Linked DNA regions of Zea mays: regions 2 and 3 are each linked to region 1. The links are chromatin contacts, called in public Hi-C maps. All regions are on one chromosome and are shown on one strand. Each heading gives the region's core, a stretch centred on a gene start, on an enhancer-like site or on the middle of the called end of the contact. The rest is flanking DNA. Distances are from core to core; before and after follow the strand shown.

Region 1 (3,989 bases), core at 975-3,474:
ACCACCCCATCACTCCACCTGCGCACAATACGGTGAACGGACTGTTTCATGTCCCATCAAGGCACCCCTCCAAATGGCGTCGTGATGGCCACCTCTTTTACTACGCCGCCGCAGTAACTACCACATGTTGACCAGGTAAAAACTGAAACTCGCCCCAACTTCTCACGTAGAGCGAGGGGTCGACCGAGCAAGCTCACAGTGAGCTGCAAGCTAGGTGACCGGCCCATAGGCCATTTGCTCGTGCCCACGTCCAAGGTTGTACTTCACATTCTCCTACAGTAATTCGACTGGTGGAGTGGCCACGAGGCTCTTCTTTGGTCGGTCAGACCGACAAAAGGGCCGATACAAGATCTAATAAGTAAGGACTCAATGAGATGCCCCTAACGTGTTGAGCCCTCCAGTGGGACCACTCATCGAGACCTGACCCTACTGGAGGATGGTCGGATCTCAATTGAATAACTCGTTTGTAGCTCAACGGCCTCCTTCCCCGCGCCGACTATGTTAGTGGAAGGCGGCCCTCCTCTCAAAGAGACCTTGAGAGGCTTTCCGAGGGGGGTGCATGCATATCAAGGATCAAGCCCTTAGAAGATGACTCACTCAGAGGATCACCACCCAAGACTATGCCAGTCTCTGGCACTAAATGGACTCATGCTCAGCGTGTAATGACCATCTCAAGATGGGTCCGCCCTGTAGGGTTTTTACCCGCGGGCACGTAGGTAAAATGTGCTTGTTTCCATCCCTAGCTGTCGCATGGTTGCGGTCTTGTCTTTTCTCCAATCCCCTATGTTACAACAAAAAAGCTATCTCAAAACTGGTGTTAGATTAGATTGATATAAAATATACCATGGTAAACTATGGTATTGAAAAACAAGGTTCTCAAACAGGCTCTAAAAGTCTAGTCATATAATTACATTTAATAATGGATCTATCTCCTTTTATAAATTGTCGACTTAGCAACCTGATTTAGGGTTAGATATCAAGCCAGCTCGGCTCGGCTCGGCTCGGTTCGATGGAGCTCAAGCTGGCTCGTTAAGGTAGCTCGACTCGGCTTGTTTGCAAGGTTCGAGCTAGCTCGTTTAGCTTGCGAGCCACAATAAAAAACAATATACATATTATTAAAATAATATAATCAATTACTAATTAGTTCTAAATCAATTTAACACTAGAAAAAAGTAATAATACTCATAATTTCACATATCACATCAATCCAGCACTAAATTAACAAAGCTCATCACTTATATCCAACACAAGTGTAGGCTTTGTTTTTTCTAACAAATAATCGCTCGAGCTAACGAGCTGGCTCAAGCTTGGCTCGAGCTGGCTCGTTAACAAACCGAGCTGAGATGCTAACTCAGCTCGTGACAAAATTGAAACGAGCCAGAGCCGAGTCGAGCCGAATTGACCACGAGTCGAGCGAGCCAACGAGTCACGAGTAATTTGTCCAGCCCTAACCCAATTTATTTGCTCTATATCTTTTTCACGTCACCATAAATCTAACATGTCCATCGTCTTATTACTCTGTCTGTCTTAAAATATAATTCGTTTTAAATTAAAAATACACTCAATACACACATTGATTAATTTATAAATATAGTTTATATGGATATCTATATTTATTATCACTCATTTGAATATGGATGAAAGAAAAAAAAGCTAGAAAAAACCATATTTTAGAAGGAAGAAAGTACTACTACCTCTATCTCATAAAGAATGTCTTTAATTTTTTTATCAAGTTTGACTGACTCGTTTTATTAAAGAATTATAATTATTATTTATTTTTATTATGATTTAGTTTAGCATACTATATACTTTAACTATGAACTAAAACTTTTATATTTCCACAAATATTTTAAATAAGACAAACCGATTAAATTCGGTCTAAAAAAGTCAAAGAACGGAGGGAGCATTATATTTGCCTTCGGCCCAAAGAAACATGAACCTAAAAAGATCAGATCGTTCATAGGGCCAAGTCAACACGCGGTAGGTCTTGGAACTTTCGTCCCGAGTCGAGACTCGAGACGGCGAGAAGCCTTTCTGCTAATCTCTTCACGGCGGGCGGTAGCACAGGCCAAACCGTCTAAGACGTCATCCTAATTCCTTCACGCTAATCTCTCTGCTTCCTCTGTTCCTTCCCTTTCCCCTCCTCCCCCTCCCGTTTTCCTTTCCCTTTTTCCTCCACACAAGCAACCTGCCGCCCGGGAAAAACCCTAGACCGGCGATGTCCGTCCCCGGCGCCCCCGCGGGCGGCGGTTCCCGCAGCTTCGACTTCGGCGCCGACGACGTGCTCTGCTCCTACGATGACTTCGCCGCCTCGTCCGAGCCCAAGCGCCCCGATCCGGCCGACAGTGCGCCCGTACGCTTAATCCACTTTTTTTCCTTCTCTGATCTGTCCCTACAGCGGCGCGTTGCCTTAGGGTCGATTTTGGTTCTATGGTTGGGTATCATTTTTTCGTCGAATCCTTATGCTGGATTGGTAATTTCTAGCCAGGACAAATGAAACTGACCTAAACAAGTTCGCTTTCTTATTTAACTGATTCAGATGGAACGTTTTGTGGGTTTGCATGTAATTTGTGCATGGCTTAATTTTCTGACTCATCAACTGTCTTCTTAATTCATAAATGACTTCTCATAGTTTTTATCATTTGCCTTTGTGCAAAATCGTGTCACTCTAGTTATATATCTGGCTATCTGCGATGCTTTCAGATTATCAGGGGTTTGCAATTTAGCCAACAGAGAGTCAACCTTTCCACTTCATGTTAGGTTTAAACCGAACTACTCTGTGTGGTCTTGCTGTCGTGACATGAGAGCCATGTTGTTTTAAACAGGAGATGCTATGATATTACCCTTTTGGCCCTCTTCCATATTAAATAATCCCATTGTGAAACAATGATTAATGGTGGCTATGTTTGTTTTACCTGAGTTATGTTGAGGAATTAGGTGTATGCTTATGGAAACATGACTCTGCATGCCTTGTAATGTGGATTGCATTATTTGTATAAGTTTTGGCATATACTTATCTTTGAGAATTCAGACCCTGCAGAAGCTATTGTTCTCTCAAAAAGTCTCGATGCTAGGTTGCAAACTTGGAACTTTTGAGGGTATATTTTTAGGGAATATCCAATGTTTCTATTATTGATGAACTAGGAAAAAGAAATCCATATGTACTGATACTTTGCGCTTAATAAGGTGCACTGTTGTAAATTTTAGGATGGTTCTTTTCCAAGGGTCGTTGCCTTGGTATTATGTGCATACTGTTGTATCAAATGTTCTGGGTCAATTGCTTCCCGTGCATATGTCCACACAGCTCTATTTACTGGTCAGGCTGGCTACCTTGCTCAATGTCTTCATATGAATTAGCGAATTGGTGGCGTTTGGTCTCTCTGATATGTGCTTGTGATGATTATATTTGCCTTGTATTCATTATTCTCAGCCCTCCCTGTGCTTTTGCAACAGGATTTTCATGATAGCAGATTGGGGAGGCCATTTGTGAAACCTTATGAACAAGAAAGTTATGGGAAAGAGGATGTGCTTTCTGCTGTTGAGAAATGCATGAAAAAGTATGCTGATAATTTGCTACGATCTCTTGAGGGAATCACTAGTCGGCTTTCGCAACTGGAGATTTATTGCTATAAGCTTGAGAGATCCATAGGTGAACTTCGAAGTGATGTGCTTCGTGATGAGACTGACCATAGGTTGAAGTCTCTTGAGAAACATCTAAATGAAGTAAGTAAAGTGCTATTTTGAGCAATATTGTGTTTCAGAGTAGATGATGCTTCCACATTACTCTCATGCTGTCTGTCTCTGCATTCTTATGAATGAATGATTCTAGTATCAATACTATGATCATGTTATATGCTCATCAATATCATTATTGATTTAATGTACTATGATAAATTCCCTAGATGAAACCATCTCACTAGAATTCTTGTTACACCAGGATCAGAACATTCTTATACTTTCTATTCAGATATGTTATATGTCATGTGTGT
Region 2 (3,989 bases), core at 875-3,374, 220 kb before region 1:
GCAATAATGAATATATATATTATTGTATTCATCCAAGCGTAAAAAGCAATGCCAGTACTGTCCAACCAGTAACACGCTAGCTAACTACCAACCAAGCGACCGGATCTTGCGCGAGGAGGTTCGTTCTCTACCAGCTCGGTGAGACGGTGACACACACACACACACGCAGAGAGAGACACACAGGGACCACCTCCAGGCCATGCAGGATGCAGAGGCATGTGCGCTTGGATCATGGCACTACGTGGGGTTTGGTACGTACCGCGCGCATGCACAGCACAGGACACGGGAGAAGCTAGGAGAGCGCGTCCTTATTGCTTTGCTTCTATGATCCATACCGGCCGGCCGGCCTTCACACGCATGCACATGGGGGGCAAGGCATCACTCGCGACGCTGTTGCTATTGCTAATGCTAGCCAGACTGTGCGCTGCATGCCGATCTATCTATCCATCCATCTACCCCTGCTGTTGGCGCCTACTACGCATGTCATGTGCTGAAACGAAGAGAAGTTACTCTATATACGTCCGTGGATTATGATATCGGTCGTGAGGGGATGTTGATGCATCAAGTGAGAATGCACGTTCTAGAGGTAGGGTCGTTTTGCAGGTCTGGGCTTGACAATCGGCGGTGGTGCTTAGTGTTGGTGCACACGACTTTTTTTGACAGTGTATCTAGCTCCTTCTATCTTTCTTTTCTTTTACATTAATAACAGGGTACCCTTATTACAATGGCTGAATCTATCAGAATTTCTGGGCTTGCAGAGACCGAATAACATCTCATCTCGAGCTGAAGCTTCCCGCCATAATCGTCTAAGAGAAGTTTTTTTTTTCAGACCATTTTGTTCCACGGCATGGATGCAAATGCATCATGCATGCGCGCGCGTCCTTATCGATCTAGGACGTTTGACGGAGAGCTGCTAAATCGTGCTTGCACAATTGCACATGTATGTACGTAGTAATTTCTTGCGCAATGTCCATTATTATATGCATGCTAGTGTTTACGCTGAAGGTAGAATATAATTGGATTATTTACGCTGAGCAAGAATGCAGTCGTAGAAGCTTCATATACGTACTATCGATATTATGTATAGTAATTGTGCGTGTATACGTACCTGCAGTGTTGTGACGCTGCGCTCGAGCTCGGAGATGTACTGCAGCTTCCTCACCCGCGACCTCTGAGCCGACTGCCGGTTGGCAAGGATCCTGCCAGAATTTCAAGCCCGCCGGCCGCGTTTCAGTCCACAGATCAAGATGGATTACCTACCGCCTGCAGGAGAAACGCATTGTTTGCCTGCGCACAATTACGGGCGGCGCACGCATGGTGTGCTAGCTCGTTCGATCGGGCTCACCTCTTCACCCTCTTAGGGTCCCGGATGAGCTCCGTGGAGGCGACGACGGCAGCTTGTCCTCCAGTCGCCGCCGGCGCTTGCGCATCCACGACTCCGTTCTGCTCGCCGCCGCCACTGCCGGTGGAGGGAGCGCCTCCCGCCGGGCCGCCGCGCGCGCCACGCTTATCGCCGTCGCTGTCGCTGCTGCCGCCGTTCTCGGACCCGGCCGCGGACGACCCGCCTCCGCCGGCCTCGTCGGGTGGGAACATGGACAGGAGCTGGTCGTCGTCGAGCCGGTCGAACTCGCCGGCCCCGCCGTCGGCCGGCGCCACCTCGACGAAGGCGACCGAGTCGCTGAGCGACCTGCGGTGCGCGCCCCGCCGCGCCGCCGCGAACTCGGCGAAGTCGTCCGCCCACGCCGCCGCCGCGCCGTGCTGGCCCCCCTCGGGCCAGTGGTGCACCTCGGTCGGGATCCTGGGCGGCAGCTGCTGCGCCATGCAATGCAACCGGCGGCTGGCCTCGCGCGAACAATGTGCGCGGCGGCTCTCGGTCTTAGCCGCGCCGCCAGCAGTGCGTGCTCTCGCTAGCTCTTGCGATTTGGCGCCGGCGCCTGCTGGAGTTTGGTTTTATATATAGTGGTGCTGTGCAGTAGCCGGGCGGGCAGCTTGTGCCGGGGCGAGGACGAGCGAGGGGCATGGAGACGGATGGGAATTGGAACCGGAGGGTCAGTCACATGGGACGAGACTTTTGGAACATGAGGACAGCCTGCGCCAGCTAGCTAGCTAGCGATCCAGTGGAGTGGACGCTCGTTTCGAGTGGCAGCGAAAGCTGAAAAGGGGCAGAGGCAGGCAGTTATGTAGGTGGGCAGGGAATCCCCGTCCACGTGCCGCTGTCCGCCCGCCCGCCCGCGGATCCACCGCTCCTCCCTCGTTTGCTGCCTTGGGCGAGCCGCGAGCGTGGCGACACTGCGGGCGGGCGCTAGAAACGGACCAGCGAGCGGTTGTTGTGCCGCCTAAAAATGGCCGCGTCACTGTCGCCATGCAACGACCGTGGCGCGGGCAGTGGCACGGGTGGGATCGTGTGATGCCGGCCGCCGGTACTTGAAACCAAGCGATTATTTAGGCAATTAGCTAGGGAGAGCGATTACATGCATGTCGTTGTGTTGATCACATGCCGGGACACGAGCTTCGTTTTCATGCAGGGCGCCGTGTCACGAGGATGCGCCCTGCTGGACCACCGCCATGGATGGCCGAGTGATGGCCGGCTTGATTTGTTTGGTGGTGACTGGTGACTTGTGAGCAGGCGATTCTCCATGCCGAGGTGAATCGGAGGTAGCGGCGGCGGAGATGGAGCTGGGTGAGTGCCTAGCACTGCCGGTACAAGAAGCAAACGAAAGTCGCCTGGTCGGCCGTGTCCTCGTCTGGAGCCTGGAGGTTGGAAGGGCGCCTTCACTTGCTTCCATAGTCTGCGCTGCGGTTCGTGTCAGAGATCTACGTAAATAAACAACGGACCCTTTGGTGGCAGCTTTGCGCCCCAAAAACCACTGCGCCCGTATCGTTCCGGCAGACAGCAGCATGTTCGCAAATCCCCTCGGGATCAGAGATCTAACCGTGTGTCCGTCTTTTTCCTCGCCGTCGCTGTCTCTCGCCACTCGGGCTCCCTACTAAGCGCGCTTTCCCTGTTCGGCAGCCAGGATCCAAACCAGTCAGTAACAAAGCCAGCCCAGGATCAAGTGAATCATAGGTTGTCACTCATTCCTGTCACCAGCTCGTTTCCAGATTCGGAACCAGTCCGGAAGGTAGGTGACCTGGACTCGTTCCGGGCCGAGGATTGAGGGATGGGAATTAAAATCAGGCGGGTTTGTTAAACGAACAACTCTAGGAGACTGGACCAAATTCTAAACTGGACTGATTCGTTCCTGCCGGAATGAGGCACGGAATGGGCTTATCCAGCCAAAACTAACGAGGCCTTAGAGTGTTTGGTTGCCCCAACTAAAGTTTAGTTTATTTAGCATCGAATGTTTTAGTCTAATTATAAAACTAATTACACAGATATTGACTAAAAGATAAAATAGACTTATTAAACCTAATTAAGTCTTTATTTAATATTTGTAATTAATATTTAAATAGTTGATGAGATAGGAACTAAACTTTAGCTAGGGCCTAGAAGATACACGAGTTTCAGGATCCAGGAAAGTAGGAAACCGAGTGGCATCTATAGGTTGCCAATGAATCGTGCCTGAGACCAGACCATCATATGCCGTGTCATTTTCGTCGGGACGAAGCACGACACTATTACACGTCGGGTAGTGTCGTGCCATCACGTGGGCATGAGGATTGGCCCAAACACAGCACTGTTGATTTATCTAGATCCTGCAGACAGGTAGTGCTGGCCCAGGACCTGCTCGCTCCATACAGTGTACGACGGGAACTGCAGAAATCATAGATTCATAGTTTAGAAACGGTAGGAATCAGATTCAGATTGAAATACCCGAATGCAGTGAACAGAATTAGCAGCTTCAGTTTGATTACTGTCTTGATGGGCCATGTGTAGGTCTCTCTTGTGGCCCACTATCTAATTTGTGTCGTGGCTAGTGTGCCTAGCACGATGTAATCTATGTCATGGTTTTTTATGTGAGCCCGTGCTGGGCCGTGTCGGGTGGCCC
Region 3 (3,989 bases), core at 438-2,937, 160 kb before region 1:
TTTATAATTTATAAGTACGTATAAGTTTGAAACGCTATAATTAGTGTTAAGGTTTTGAGAAGGAGGGGGGTAGTTCAAATTTCAATTGGATGAGCAATAAAATAAAAGGACCAATTGGGTTCTCTCTGAAGTAGTAGACGACGTACGGCACCCTCGTTTCTCCGCCGTCGTCCCGGCGTACGGCGTACCCACCGCGGCCGGTAGTACAAGTACCCCGACCGCGCCATCACGCAGGCACAGTCGCCTTCCTCCGCCGTCATTAACTACAGGAAGCAGACTACGCTCGGGTAGCTGCAACCGAGCTGTGAGCTAGGCGCTGCAAGCTAGCTAGATCCGTCGGCTCCTGCTTGGTTGGCTGCACTCAATGCATGCATGCATATGCGCGCGGCCAATTATTCGAGAACGGACAATTGGTTTTATTGATCCGTCCTCTCGTGCTGGGTCGCCTCGTCCCGTCGTCTTCGTCGTCACCCCTGCAGCCGCCTGCTGCTGGCTCCCCCTCGCTCCTTCAGTCTGGACGTCTCGTTTAGGTGCGGCCGCGCCATTGCTAAACTTGGTTAGCCCCCCTTTGCTAGAAATAAATCGGTCCCAGAAAAACCTCTGTGCGCTTTCCTCGCTCACATTTAATAATTAGAGAATGTACAAAGACTCCGGCTCGGTATTCTAAATACAAAGCAACGGTTAAGGGCGTTCTAAGAAACTAATAGGGTGTTTGGTTTGAGTAATGAGTTAGTCCATCATCTTCTCACTTCTCACTTTTTTTTTGGTTTATGGAATGAAATGAGTTGATCTATCACCATCTCATTCTTCATAGTTAGTTAGTTAGTACTAATATGAGGAATGAGATCATCTCACCAAATTTGAGGAATGAGTTTATGATGTACCACCTCATTTTGGATTGAGGGATTCCTCAGACCAAACACGCTCTAAGTGTGCGTTTGATTGTAATGATAGAACGAGATGAGATAAGAATATAAGACGATCACTTATATAAGGTTGTTTGGTTCAGGATGAAAGGTTGAAACATGATAATCTCTCCGATTGCCTCCTAAAATTAAAGGAATAAGAGAGGATGATAGAGGACGTCCCTGTCTCCAGCTATCCCGCATCAAACACATCATAAGTGTATTATGTTTAACACCTAATATTAATGGTAAGATAAATTATTATATTTTTATTTTTCTCTCAGCTGCACATCAGTCATCAGCTAGAAACAACCATTGCGGACGCTCTAAGACCAACTCCAGCAAGACTCCGTATCCCACTCCGCATCCGCATTTTGCACGGTCTGAGGCACTATTGCGCGCTCCAGCAGGCTCCGCATCCCTCTCCGTAAAATGGACGCCGTGTCCCTGCGCTCCCCATTTCCACACTTTCTCTCTCCTCTCCGTAGCTCTCTGCGTGCGCGCGCGCCTGCTGGCGGGCCCCAGGTGTCATAGACTGCATGCGGAGTGGGATGGGGAGTGTTGCTGGAAACGGATACGGATACGGAGAGGAGAGAGAATGTGTTGGCCGCGCGTTTTAGGGATACGGAGAGGCAGACTGCTGGAGTTGGTCTAAGAGACTGTACGAAAGCCCTTTGCTGTCTTGCGGAACAGGCTGCTGCCTGCTAGTAGAACCCTTTGCTGCCTTGCCGCCCGCTCCTAGTTGCACACATATCAATGCAGGTAGTATCGGGTCCACTTCCAGTTCTCAGGATTCCTGGCATGTCCGATGGCGACGACGACAGTCTTGTGTACGTGTAGGAGGTGCATGTTACTGTGTACAGATCCAAAACAAGTAGTGTGACCGTAATGGTTCGATCGATGAGTACGTGCATCATAGTCAAGTGCACATGTCCTCTTATCCGGGGTTCACTCTAACACCGTCCTTACAAATGTTCCGTTCTTTTTTATTTGTCACTATTTAATTTAAAAATAAACTAGCGGACGATAAATATTCAAGAACGAACGTAATACTTTATATGTTAAAAAAACAAGTACTCAAATATCCGTGTGCCACGGGTCCATGGCTAGAAAAATCTTTAGGGCTAATTTGGAAGCCACCTTTCGGTTTTCTGACTCCCAAACTAATAATACAACAACCCTAGATTAGTAACAAATGCTAGATATTAATTTATAGATAAATATTGGTTATACAATACTAATCAAAATCCCAAAATAAAACCATTTTAGCTTTTTAGTTAATTCATACAATAATTAATGTATTTGTTTTATATATACGTCTAGATTTATCATCATCTATTTAAATATAGACATAATATAAATCAAGAGCCAAAACGACTAATATTTTGGAACGGATGGAGTACTAATCTTAATTACACTTACTCTCTTAAATTCATTCATACTGTAACATAGATATTTTCTACGCCACCTTTGGTACATAAACCTTCTCCAACTTCAGATCCTTGACTGTAGCAACATTGTAGGGTCACTATAAGATAGCAGAGTTGGAGCTAGAAGAGCTGAAAATTATATAGCTTCAATCTGCTGCACCCTTTTCGTAGTTCATTTAGAACCTCGAGAACTGAAATAGCTCCACGCTGTAGTTGCAAATGGTGCTGCTACCTGCTACAGTATCTATCAGGTGGAGCTAGAGCAAAATGTACCACTAGTACAGAGAAGTTCTGTAGTGGCGGTTGAAAACGTATTTATACTGACGTATTTTGGTACCGCCAGTGCTCGTAATAACCAATCGCCAGTGGAGATTGCGTTCCAATGGAGTTTTTTTTAATAAAACTGCCAGTGGAAATTAGATTATCACTAACAGTTTAGTTACACCAACCGCTAGTGAAAATAGTCCATTTTCACTCGCGGTTGTGTTAAGAGAACCGTTAGTGGAAATAGATTTTCACTAGCGGTTCCTTAAGCCGGCCCACATGTTTTTTTTTTCACGGACGTCTGATAACCGAAATTGCTAGTGAAAATTTGAACGTACCGCCAGCTTTGAGCTCTTTTCTACTAGTGTACCAAAGGGGGCTTATCTTTGTCCATCTATAGTAGGCTTCACCAGTTACCGATGAAAGAACCATCAAGCCGAAGAGAAGGTTGAATTAGGCTTTCTAAAAAACTACTAAAACTATGGCCTATAGTTTTTACATAGTCAAATTAAAATGTATACAATAAAATCATTTATCTAGATATACAACAAAAGTTTTGATAGGTATGGTGGTACCTATACGATAAAAGAGTTATATGACTTAGGTTTCAATTCTCTCAACTAGCCTAGCAAACTAAACTAGAAATACAAGCATATAACCTAAGATACACAAATTAAATTAAATGTGGCAGCTTTAAATGAGATAGAGATTGTGGGGATTGTATTTAGCTCTTATTGAGTGAAGACATGCTCATGTAAACATGGGCGACATTTCCCACAAGATGTGTCTCCATATTATTAAGTTATGGATTACTGCAACTAACTCCAAAATCATGAGTCGTGTAATTCAATTTCTGAATCTTCAACTAGCAAAATGCATAAGTAGTGATACAACCTTCTTATATGAGCACATGTCCCAAACCATTACTAGAAGCATCATAGGACTTGTTAATGTCGCGTTGAGCTAAGACAGGTGCAAAAACCATGAGGTAGCTGACTAGTACTAGAGGTTGTTGCCTAGTCTGCACATAATGATAACCAACCTGATGAACAACCAAACCAATTTGGGAGGTTGGCTTCAAGATTTCGTGTGAACCATTTCCCTCTTCTTCCTAATTGATATGAAAACTATTGAACATGGTGGCTCTAGTAACGAGATCATGGAAAGTCGTATAACCACCGATAAAGACCTTTGCCCTCATTTCATCATTCGACCCATAATCAAAATAGAAACACCTAATCTCATATGTAGTCATATAACTAGGGGCATACTGGACCAAGTCATTAAACTTTGCTAGGTATTCCTAAACAGATAGGCCCCCTTGGCTCATCTAGAAAAAACTCCTTACCATTCATCTACTTGGAATCATTAGGGCTATAGTGTTTTCTGA

Evidence for each region. A called contact is a pair of places that touch in the nucleus more often than the background predicts.
Region 2: a contact with region 1 is called in a Hi-C map of tassel, with 2.8 times the contacts expected there. The contact joins the promoter of LOC103636641 here to the promoter of LOC100383096 in region 1. A contact is called at or near these places in 8 of 25 Hi-C or Micro-C datasets (bundle sheath, ear, endosperm and 2 more) and 1 of 3 datasets of contacts at active chromatin or transcription factors (seedling).
Region 3: a contact with region 1 is called in a Hi-C map of tassel, with 2.3 times the contacts expected there. The contact joins the enhancer-like site here to the promoter of LOC100383096 in region 1. A contact is called at or near these places in 5 of 25 Hi-C or Micro-C datasets (bundle sheath, ear, leaf and 2 more).

The regions. Positions count from the first base shown.
Region 1 is chr8:180,642,667-180,646,655 of Zm-B73-REFERENCE-NAM-5.0, forward strand. LOC100383096 (Putative DUF1421 domain family protein) reads left to right here and starts at 2,225. Exons shown (of 3, transcript NM_001175767.1): 1 at 2,225-2,353; 2 at 3,454-3,723. The coding sequence starts at 3,550.
Region 2 is chr8:180,419,689-180,423,677 of Zm-B73-REFERENCE-NAM-5.0, forward strand. It overlaps LOC103636641 (basic leucine zipper 6), which reads right to left and starts at 2,125. Exons shown (of 4, transcript XM_008658997.4): 1 at 1,346-2,125; 2 at 1,109-1,199. The coding sequence starts at 1,821.
Region 3 is chr8:180,483,589-180,487,577 of Zm-B73-REFERENCE-NAM-5.0, forward strand. No RefSeq gene overlaps it. Among protein-coding and RNA genes, the nearest start is that of LOC103636642, 12 kb to the left of the region's middle. Within about 2 kb of position 1,688, at least 11 of the 20 cell types and tissues checked have an H3K27ac peak or open chromatin away from gene starts, as enhancers often do. A contact at or near this core is called in ear and tassel, where this site is marked.